3 separate regions of the Zea mays genome follow, and all the other regions are linked to region 1. The links are chromatin contacts, called in public Hi-C maps. All regions are on one chromosome and are shown on one strand. The core of a region is the stretch at or near the end of the contact, and the rest is flanking DNA. Distances in the headings are between cores, read along the strand shown. Region 1 holds the start of LOC100281111 (protein kinase). Region 2 holds the start of LOC100193441. Region 3 holds the start of LOC103629244.

Evidence for each region. Hi-C and Micro-C count contacts between places; a contact is called where the count stands out from the background.
Region 2: a contact with region 1 is called in a Hi-C map of ear, with 3 times the contacts expected there. The contact joins the promoter of LOC100193441 here to the promoter of LOC100281111 in region 1. A contact is called at or near these places in 4 of 25 Hi-C or Micro-C datasets (ear, leaf and tassel).
Region 3: a contact with region 1 is called in a Hi-C map of leaf mesophyll, with 2.1 times the contacts expected there. The contact joins the promoter of LOC103629244 here to the promoter of LOC100281111 in region 1. A contact is called at or near these places in 5 of 25 Hi-C or Micro-C datasets (bundle sheath, leaf and leaf mesophyll).

Annotation. Positions count from the first base shown.
Region 1 is chr6:44,435,710-44,439,326 of Zm-B73-REFERENCE-NAM-5.0, reverse strand. It overlaps LOC100281111 (protein kinase), which reads right to left and starts at 1,629. Exons shown (of 1, transcript NM_001154030.1): 1 at 549-1,629. The coding sequence starts at 1,583. The coding sequence ends at 768.
Region 2 is chr6:44,621,288-44,624,904 of Zm-B73-REFERENCE-NAM-5.0, reverse strand. LOC100193441 reads right to left here and starts at 1,731. Exons shown (of 2, transcript NM_001138560.1): 1 at 1,465-1,731; 2 at 1-260. The coding sequence starts at 164. LOC118472177 (a long non-coding RNA gene) reads right to left here and starts at 3,616. Exons shown (of 3, transcript XR_004850118.1): 1 at 3,561-3,616; 2 at 3,271-3,350; 3 at 2,280-3,172.
Region 3 is chr6:44,602,819-44,606,435 of Zm-B73-REFERENCE-NAM-5.0, reverse strand. LOC103629244 reads left to right here and starts at 1,967. Exons shown (of 1, transcript XM_008650415.3): 1 at 1,967-2,589. The coding sequence starts at 2,130. The coding sequence ends at 2,564.

The DNA of each region.
Region 1 (3,617 bases), core at 380-2,879:
GATATAGGTTTTATGAACAAATTTATTTTTAGTTTGTTATATAAAGAAATGTTCAAAATATAAAATGTACATCATGATAAGTTATACAAATTTGTAGTTGAAAACTTTTTCATTTGAATTAATTTACTGCTTTAAAATATGATTTTTAAATTGTCTTTGCCTAGTGTTGGAAAAAAAGCACTTGACAAAGAGCTCTTTACCGAGTGTTATATTTTTGACACTCGGCAAAGAAGTTCTTTGCCGAGTGTCAAAAAAACACTCGGCAAAGAAACTCTTTGATAAAGAGCTTCTTCACCGAGTGTTTTATTTTACCGAGAGGTTTTTCGTGGCACTCCGCAAAGAGCTTCTTTGCCGAGTGCTCGAAAAAAACACTCGATAAAATATTTGGTACTCGGCAAAAAGAGAAATTCCGGTAGCGCAGGGCGCATTTCGCGTCCGATCCATGCTGTAATTAGTTTGACCGCCAGAGCAGCTATGTCCATCTCTAGTCCATGCTGTAATTGTGAAGCACATGAAGATTTGAAGATTCTTGCATTTAATTGATTAAATTTCAGCAACAATTTCCATCATCTATATATATATTGTATTAGTACAGTTCTGCATGCGATGCAACAAGCAAGCATCCATATTTATTTACTCTACATTTATCATCATAAGTGCAACAAATAATAGGTGACATATAGCTATTGCACGATTGATTTACCGCGCGCGATTAACAAACAGGAAGCGTAATCGTACACTACTAGCTAGCTTGAGAGTTGGAACTGCTATTTGTGGTTCGTCAAGACGACAGTCTCGTACTCGCCGGCGTGGGAGGAGGAGGCGTCAGCGCCGGCGCCGGCGCCGGCGCCGGTGACCGGGAAGAAGAAAGGGTAGGTCTCGTAGCGAGCCATGCAGCTGCTGTAGAGCACGCGGCAGCCCCTTCGGAAGCGGCAGTAGTTGGGGAGCTCGGCGACGGCCTGCGCGACGCAGAGGCCGCAGTCGGCGGCGGTGATGTCCCTGGTGCACCAGCCGAGGCCGTAGATGGTGGTCCCGTCGGAGCCGAACCTGGCCGTCTCCCTGGCCAGCCCGGCGCTGGCGGCGTCGGCAGCGACGCGCGCCATGAGCCTGCGCTCGGCGCGGTCGAACGCGGCCGGGTCGGTGGCGTTCATGGTGTTGATGAGGATGAGCGCGTACCCGGTGTCCGGCAGGCCCAGGAAGTCGGCGTCGTCGTAGCGGAGGAAGCAGTAGTCGTACCAGACCCGCGCGTCCGCCTGGCCCCGGCACGACGCCGCCGCCTGCCGCGCCGCCGCCGCCACGCAGAGCGCGCAGTCGGACGCCGGGACGTCGCCGCGGCACTGCGCCAGGCCCCAGATGGTGGCCGAGCCGCCGCCGCCGGCGGCCGTCGCCGTGGCGTAGTAGGCCGCGGAGGCGCGCGGGACCAGCGCGGCCAGGACCTGGGCGATGCTCGCCTGCGTCTGCGCGCCCGTGAAGTTCTTGGCGCAGTACGTGCCCACCGGGTCCACGGCCGAGCTCGGCCGCGCCGCGAACGCTAGCGCGGCGCAGAGCAGCAGCGCTACGACCGGCCATGGTGGTGGAGCCATGCTGTTGGCTTTCTCTGCTGCCGTGCCGTCGAGCGTCGCGTCGACTGAGGAACCTCTCGGCTTGCATGCACGTATATATGGGGATGGGGCCATGGAGTACGTTGACTAAGTTATGGAGCATGTCGATCGAGAAGAGGACCAGCTAGCTAGCGATTGGCGGCTTGGCGCAGCCAGCCGGCCGTAGTTGACTGGATATGTGTGGCTGCGGCGAGAGACGACGAGAATAATGGGCGTGTGCGTGTGGATCATGGATGCATTTGGGGGGGTGGTGATGGGATGCACATGCAATATATGGGCCCGGTACTGTTCCTAGTGGAGACCGACGAATGGAGCTTTTGGGGCCATTTGGCCTTGTGTGTGGAGCACAGCACATGGCGCATATGCAGGGCAACGTTGTGGTGGAGATAAAATGCCAATCGATCAACTAGAGGATGAGGATATGCATGTCCCATAGCTACCTAGCTGCTCCAGTTTAATTTCTAGCTAGAGAAGGAAGACGAGTCGCCTGCATGCCCCGCAGCTTGCTTGGGCAGACGACTAGAGCTCCAAAAAGAGACCCGGCCTGCTCATTGATCATTTCTGTTTCTGTATTCATGCATCGACGACCATCGAGATGAATGAATGGATCAGCAGATGACCTGTTCTGCTGCACGCTTTTTTCCTCTGAACGCAGGCATCCCACAAGCAAGCTTGTTGACAATATACACTCTTAGTCTTAGACGACTCTTGATCGGAATTAGTCATAAGCTAAGCAATCTTAACGTGCAATCTTTCGATATTTCTACGTACTCAACACATGCATGGCAAGCAGTGCTAGCTACATACTAGTCCTACCTACGTTCTAGCTAGAGCAGGGAGAACCTGCAACATCGTCGTCTCCATGCTGAACTGTAACGCCGCCGTCGTCACCCTCTGCTAAACTGTAACGCTAACTGTAGCATGTATGTATAGGTCTCTTAACCTGGCACAGCACACATAGAGCTAGCTAGTATATATGCACCCGGCCCATATGATTTTAGACCAGGTTAAAATTAAATGATTGAGACTAGTATCGCAAAAGGTCGGTGCAGCTTTTGTTGACCTAATTAGGAATCGACGACGACGACGACTACTGTCTGATTTGGGGCAGTTGACTCTCAGGGACATTATTAGAGGCCAATACAACGAACAAGATCACGTACGGACAAATTAATTGCAGGTCGATCTGACCATGCGCGCATGTTTGTTTGGTTGACCGCCGCGCGCAAGTTTGTTAGGTTGACCGCCGCGCGCCACCAGTTCGCCACCACCATGGAAATGCATAAGTTAAATCTAAATCCTTCGTTCCACAATCAACGGCTGAGCGGGTGGAGTCTTTTATAAATACGTAGCTAGAGGCACAGTCGCAGAAGCCTCCACGAGTTTTTTTTTCAATTCAATATATATTGGAAAGGATTGGTATTGATTGGGAGAAAATTGGATTTACTAGAAATTAAAACCTCTCAATCCTCGTTAATCCATATGAATTGGATAGAAGCGAAGAAGCTCTAAAATGTGTCAGCCATTTATTGTTGGATGATGAGTGGATCGACTAACCATGCATGCAGGATTCCAACATGTCTTCTAGAAGATCTGTGTGGGCGTGTGGCTGACTATAGTGCGCGCCCACTTGTTGTTGGCCACGACCGTCTTGCCGGTGGCTCCCATCCCATCCCGTGAGCGGGGGAGGTGACCGAGGGCACGGTGGGCGGAGACACGGTTGACCGTGAGTAGTGATGAAAACGGATAAAAAATCATCTTCCGTTTCCGTATCCGTATTTTATAATCGAAAATAGGATTAGGTCCAAAATAGTCGGGAACAGAAACGGGAGCGGGATCAACGAAATTGCGAAAACGAACGGAAACGGAAATACTGACGGAAACCCATAATTTAATACAAATAAGAATGATATTGATGTTTGACTAATGATTGATTGACAGGACAATAACATAAAACAAATAGATATAGAGAGGCAACATTTTATTGTTGTTTGATTGCTAATAGTGTTTATTTAG
Region 2 (3,617 bases), core at 482-2,981, 190 kb before region 1:
TACAGCCGGGTGGCCTCCTTGAGGATGCACCAGCGTTCATGCCATGAGAGCTTGGGCCGCTTCTTGATGTGAGGAGGGTCCGGCAGTGACGACGGGAAGGCTATCTCCTTGAGGTCATACCGCACATAGTCATACAGCTTCCTGCACACGACTCTGAGCTTCATCTCCCTTTGTTTGCTCCCTTCTGCAGCGACTTGGATCTGATAGCAAGTTAGTAGGGGGCACCGTGCTGAATTAATCTGTCGACAACAAAGGAGCAACTAAAATGTCATCAGTGAGTATGCCAGCGACTAAACCCTTTGCACCCAGGTCAGGATGAAGCTGCTGATAAAATAGAGAAGAAAATAATGCCAACCGAAAACTGTAAAATGACAGCAAAACTAGCTAATGATCTGCTTGCTTGAACGATGCATGGCCTTGGAACAGCCCACAGGCTGCTGCTCTGACTGCTAAGTTCACCTTTGGGAAGAAAGCACATTTGTCCTCAAAAGTTACTTTGGCTGCTATATGAATATCTCGGATTCATGCTATCTTCTCAGAAATTCCATCCAAGCATTAGATGTGTCCCTAGTTTATATGTAACTTTAGCTGTGCTTGTCAGACGCAGAAAGAACTACATGTATTTTCTATGTTATTAGTAAATCGGGGGGAGCACCCTTGTGTATCTGAGTATCAGCTTCCATTATGAACAGTTGTACCGAATTTTAAGGCATGTTTTAGAATACATGAACTAAAAATATTTGGATTGAGGAAAACATTGCTTCTTTATATGTGACCCGCCACAGGTCTGCATTGCATACCTACAACTATAATGATAGCAAGGCAAATGCATCAGAGTCTGTCGACCAACTCTCACGTCAACAATGCAGAAATAGAGCAGCTGAAGGTGGATGAGATGGAGGAGGTCAGGAGGAGGCATTCTGATGTTAGCTAGTCTGACCTGTGAACGGAGTAGCACCATGTTACCAAAACAATGCAGGATTGAGGGGGGAGGAGAGAAAACAATCTTTTAAGGATAATTGTGCTAATACAAGAGCACAGCAAAATGGCTACAGCCTTTAGTACAATAATTTGAGCATGTAAACTGGCAGGAATCTAAAGCCTGAAAATCCATTTGTGCTATGAAACTAGCAAGCAAGATAAGATCATCAAAGTTCCCTTGATGAACTCTGGCATCAGGTACGCAAGAAACTGAATGCAGTTCAAATAGGAAGATGCGTTGAGGTATTACATCAAACAGCTTGCTTACACGAGCAAGATGCAACAGGCCTCGCCTAGCCACTGGCCATAGAGCATCGCCTTAGCATCAACAACGGCGTAAGAAGCCCTATGGCCGATCTAGGATTTAATAGCGCCCCGGGCCGATTTCAATATGGCAAAACTACAAATATACACGATACAAAACATAATGTGTCAAATGTACAATACAAAACAAAGTCCTCACCTTAATCCTCTGTTCCTCACCTGAGTCACTTCAATCTCTAAGGCGCCGAGCAGCAACACAGCACCCTCGCGCCCCTGCTAGCGCCTAGCAGCAGCACGCCAGCACCAGCGCACCGCCGAGGTGACGAGCCGCCGGCGTCGAGCGCCTAGCAGCAGCACCGCCAAAGCAAGCCCCGTGCGTGCCTGAGCCGCTGCGCGAGTACTACATGCACCTACGCGAGTGCCCCAGCCGGCTGCCCGCCGCCGCACAGCCCCTCGGCCACCGCTCGCTCGCGCGCAGGCGCAGCCTCGCCCTCACGGTCTCGCCAGCTCCCCAAACGCGAATGTGAATATCCTGGCCCAAACCAAATACCGCTATATGGGCCACGACCCGGCCATGCCCCAGCGGCCCGCGGGGCAGATCCGCTCCATTTATATCATAACCTTACGAGAGAGCCAGCTAACATATATATTTACTAGGTATAGGTCTGTGCGTTACTATGAAATTGATATGATAAAAATGTATTGATATACAAAAACACTAATTGTTATTCTATATTTTTGTTAATATCACTAAAGGAAATGTTTACATACCTTGCAAACATAAAAATAGAACGCACTTTCATCAAATTAAAAATAATGACAATGTTAAATATAAATATTAGCATCCTCACAAGATTAGAACAGTTATCTACAAGAAGTTTTATCTGAAATTCGGGCAAAATGCACAATCTCAGCAGTATAAAGAAGTATAATAAAATCATGGTGATAATGTTTAGCCAAAACAACTATATATACACATGTTCTGAAGTTTAATAACAGATAAAATTTAGATCTTGTTTTGATAAGCCATAATGAACAAAACAATTGAACTACTACATAACAGCTTGAAGACTGTTGCATGTATATCCAAAGGTTTATATTTTGAGTCACGCCGAACAGGCTACAGACCATAGACACAATTCCAACGGCGCAATTATACAATAATCTGTCAGATCGCTTGGAGTTGGCGGTCAAAAAAGTTGTCTGATGACTGGCACACGACACTGATAATTTCTTTCTTGTTTCTTAAAGCTGCTCCTGGAGTCTTCTTCCTAAGCTTTGAATGACTCGTATAAGGCTGCTGCATTAGATAACCTTTGGCCTTTCTTTTCCCATTTCGGAAACAATATGCAAACAAAATCAGAAGTATAAGGCTAAGTTGTAGACTGCGCACTTACCAAACTATTATTTGCCAAGGGCCCAAGCTCTATATTTTAGAATCACAATTCCAAACATTGTAAGAGAAACACAAAACTGATCAAAACTTGATGCTAATTCACTTTTCATGCAAGGACCAGAGATTGCTGAACAAAACTTTTAGAAACTACAAATATGAGATCTTACAAATTCATTAACTGGAACCAGATTATCACAAAGATATTACTTCGACCTATCATTCTCTGCATTTAAATTGAAGCTGACATTCAAAAAATAGTATTTATGTAATTAGGGACGTATGAACTTGCGTGTGATGAGGATGGGGTGGATACCAGAAATGTTGTACACTTACGCAGACAACATGGAGATTGAAATGAACACTACTTTAACCATGATTTTTTCTCCAACCTGAGATTTTGCCACATGGTCAAGGTGATTGAAGGCACTTGATTGAGCAATGCGTTTGATTTCTTTAGCATCATCTTCCTCATAAGCAGACAATAGCTTCATTGCACATCGATTCTGGTCGCTATTGAGGAAGGCTTGAACCCTATTAAACGACTTTACTTTACTCTTCATGGTTTGATGGGGGCAAAATAGCACATGGCACAAATATTGTTATACAAAATCCACCAATGTACAACTTACTCTAAGCAGTCATTGTAGCATTTTTGAGCTTGCTGAAAATCATGTGTGTAAAGATAGATGATGATCGCACTGAGATAGGCCTGAATGCCAGAAACAAATTTTGAATCAGACAAGTTTTGTGTTCAAGACATAAATGACTAAGCAATTTTGTTTTCAAGACATGATCACAGATAAAGCTGAAAGATACAAATATAATGCGCTAATTTTTAAAATGATCAATTCATTAATACACATGTAGTTTTTGAATAATATATAAGCAATTTCAGTTATTAGTTAGAAAAAAAGATTACCTTGCATTGGCTATTGATGGCATTGCACTTATCAGCAGCTGAACCGAGTCTTGAAAA
Region 3 (3,617 bases), core at 718-3,217, 170 kb before region 1:
CCTAGCTAGAATGAATTAATTCGCAGAGGATTGAGGGCGGGCGGGCTCACCTTGACGAATAGCACAGGTAGTTCCACGGCCAGATGTGGTGGGCAACTGAGATAACTTCCTGGCAGGGCCGCCTGGGGGAGAGTCGGAGCATGCAACAGCGGGAGGGAAGCAGTGAGCGACGGAGGGGAGGGCGAGACCACCCACTCTTCTTTCCCATGCGGCCGCATAGGGGAGGGTCAGAGCAGACGATGGCGGGTGGGAGCAGCCAGCGGTGGACGGTGGTGGCTACAACGATGGTGGATCTAAATCTGAGAAAGGGAGTGAGAGAGAGTGCGCATGATCCGGTTTTGTGTTTTAAAATAAGTTAGAATCGGAGCATATTATAATCTCAAACAAACAAACCCTAATTTACATCGGCTAAATAAAAGTTTCAAACAAGCCAATATAAATAAACTTATTTACTTTAGCTACCTACGAACCCATGTAAATAATTAGTTTATTTACGTCAATCTTTTTTTACCGGCATAAAGTAGATAATCTATGTTGATTTCTTTTTATGACCGATGTAAATAATAAACCAACATACATTTATCAGTTTTTTGTGCTGGGGGAGCAGGGGACCAAGAGCCAGAGAGCAAGGCGAAGAGATGGAGGAGATGGGGAGGCGTTTCCATTGAGGGCTTGTTTGGATACTCTCGCATTCAGCTCAATTCATGTGTATTGAGCTGAATTAAGGTGTAACTTAAACTAAATTATAACCTAATCCACTTCAATATATGTGGATTATGGTAAATATGAGAGTATCCAAACAAGGTCCAAGAGGGGGAGAGAGGATAGGTTGCGGCTTCGATTCTGCGAGAGGGTGAGGCACAGTGATGGATAGAGCATTGTGAATTATTAGGATGGAGACACTTGTACAGTGGGATGATTACAAAGAAATATAAGGGTTTTTTATAAGAGTGATGTCAAATATGAAAGCCATATGGCAATGAGATCTGCCCTTAATGGTGGGTCACACGAGCTAACATGTATAATAATATTTTTTAAAAAATATATTGTATGTCTATAACATTGTGTATTGTCATACATTATCATTATAATTAATATGTTGACTATCGTGCTTTGCTACGGTTTTTATATATCATATGGATAGGTATTGGGATATTTATTCAAATATAATTATTTTTATATGTAAACACTAAGGTATATGTGGTTTGGTGGTTAGCCCTAAATTTTTGGAGCAGAGAGGCATGGGTTAAGTGCTCACTCTTCACTATTTTTAATATAATTATTGTTTATTTCTAAACACTATTTTTAATATAATTATTGTTTATTTCTAAACAAAGGTAAAACCGTGATAGCACAGGTGCCCACTTGCTATTCAATGAATATCAAGAAATTTCTTCTCATGCAATACTCTTTAATTATCTTGTCACCAAACCAGCTCTAGGTGTTTTTTTCTCCGTCAAATCCTCCAATTTCCTTGTAACACATAGCATGGACCGTTAGCAGTTGACCTGCACTGTTTGAACATGTATAGTGGTGTCCCTTTCTTACATTTACCCTTTAAATTGAACAACCGTGTAGTTTTTTGTTTCCATAGTATAATACATGAGCCAATAGACTACGCTCAGCGCTGTAGTTAAATTTCAATGACATAAAACCACATGCATGCATTAATTAAGAACTATTAATTAAGAACTTAGGGCATACATAACCTTATTTAATATAGTCTTTTAAAGGTCTCTAATAAACTATGTGAATAAAAAACAGGAGGCAGACTCTTGATGACTCTTCATACATATTATGTTTTAGTTGTATTTATGATCAGAATCTTAGAATTGTATCATACAATCTTTTAGGGGTCAAAAACCGAACCGGAGGTTACCATTTTCTGTGCTTTCCTGATTGTCACGGGATAAATTCCCGTCCACAAACGCAAGTGTGTTCTTCGTGAAAAACAAAGCCCAGAAAATTGGCGCCCACACGTTCGCCTTTCATATAGAGCATGTGAAGTTGTGAGCCTTGAGTCCTTGACCCGTCGCTCCTAGACTTGAAGACTCGAGAGAAAAGGCGTGTCGGCGGCGTCACTACGTCAGCGCCCTCTGCCTCTGCCCCCACGCGCACCTCCACCATCCATGGCCGACAACGCCAACCTCCCTCCGACCTGGGCCACCACAGCCGGCCTCGGCTTCTTGACCCTCAACTCCAGGGTCGCCATCTACCGCGTGTGGGGCGACCTCGTCTCCATCCTACTGGTAACAGGCTCGTACGCCGCTCTGCTACTCCTTTTCCGCTGCCTCCGTGACTACGAGCGCGCGGCGCCCGGGTCCCAGCCAGAGCGCGGGCGAGGCGCTGTGTGGCTGCTCACCGTGGCCTTCGCCTGGAAGGTGGCGGCGGCTATGCCGTCGGCCGCCGCTTCGGCCGTCATCTGGGCGCTTGCCGTTGGTGCTCTTCGTCCTTGGATTGGCATGCGCATGGACTGTAACATTCCAGGTGTTTATATTCCGCTCGATAACGAGTATGGATTTAAACATGTAATATCAGTGAATGAAACAGATGCTAAAATTTAATCATCTTCGCCTATCGCGATTTTAATATCGCATCTGTTTCGTGTGTCGCGAGTACGACATGGTTTTTATTTCTATCTATCCGGGTTCTTCCTAAATTTTCGTGATGTTCGGAACATCGTTGTTCCGAAAATCGGTGCGTCCGGTGATTATTTAAAATACATCGCTCGCGCAAATACGAACTTGGAAGCTCGATCTACCAGTGCGATCCGTGTCTTAAATAAATTTATTATAACTCAACGACTAAAATACTCAGTGCAAAATAAATTGGATCGCGCGCTATTTGAGAGAAATCTTGCACGAGGTTGATAATCATGAGTATTTAGTAGTAAATCATTTAAAACAGATAAAGATAATTAGAGCCGAACTCAAATAATTGCTAATCGGTTCGACTTCAATGAAATCAGTCGTAAATTGAAATAATGAAGCCGAAATTAGTTTATTTCGGTCTATGGTTTCTCGTCCGGATCCAAGTTTTTGGATATAAGCAATTGTTAAACAATTTGATTCGCCAAATCCGGAGAATGAAATGTGTATTCGTGTAGCGTGTCGGTCTGTACACAGCACTAAAAATCCCGATCCAAAATATCTGTGATTTTTAGGTTAAAGAGAGTAAAAAGAAAAAGAAGAGAAAATATCCTACATTCCTATCTTCTCTCCACCGCTGTTTCCTTGCGTCTTTATCTTCTCCATCGTGCGTCTTCTTCCCTGGAACACGCGAGCAGTTTCCCTCTGCTATCTCCAGCGTCGCGCGCCCTGTTCTTCTCTTCCCTGCGCGCAGCTCGCCGAGCAGTCCCCGCACGCTTCTCTCTCTCCCTCCCCTTCTCCCATGGCGCTCTCCCCAGCCGCGCCCCTGCTCCTCTGCTCGGACCGCGCCCAGCCGAGCGGCTTCTTCTGGCGCGCGGACTGCGTCCCTGCATCCATGGCGGCTGCTTGGCCCCAGCTCCCTGCCGCACCCTCCTTGCTCCCTCTCCTATGGTGCCCTGGCCTCCATCCGAGTTTCTCCCACCTCCTACCCTCTTCCATGGCGCCCAGCTCGGGTCTCGCTTGGTCGCC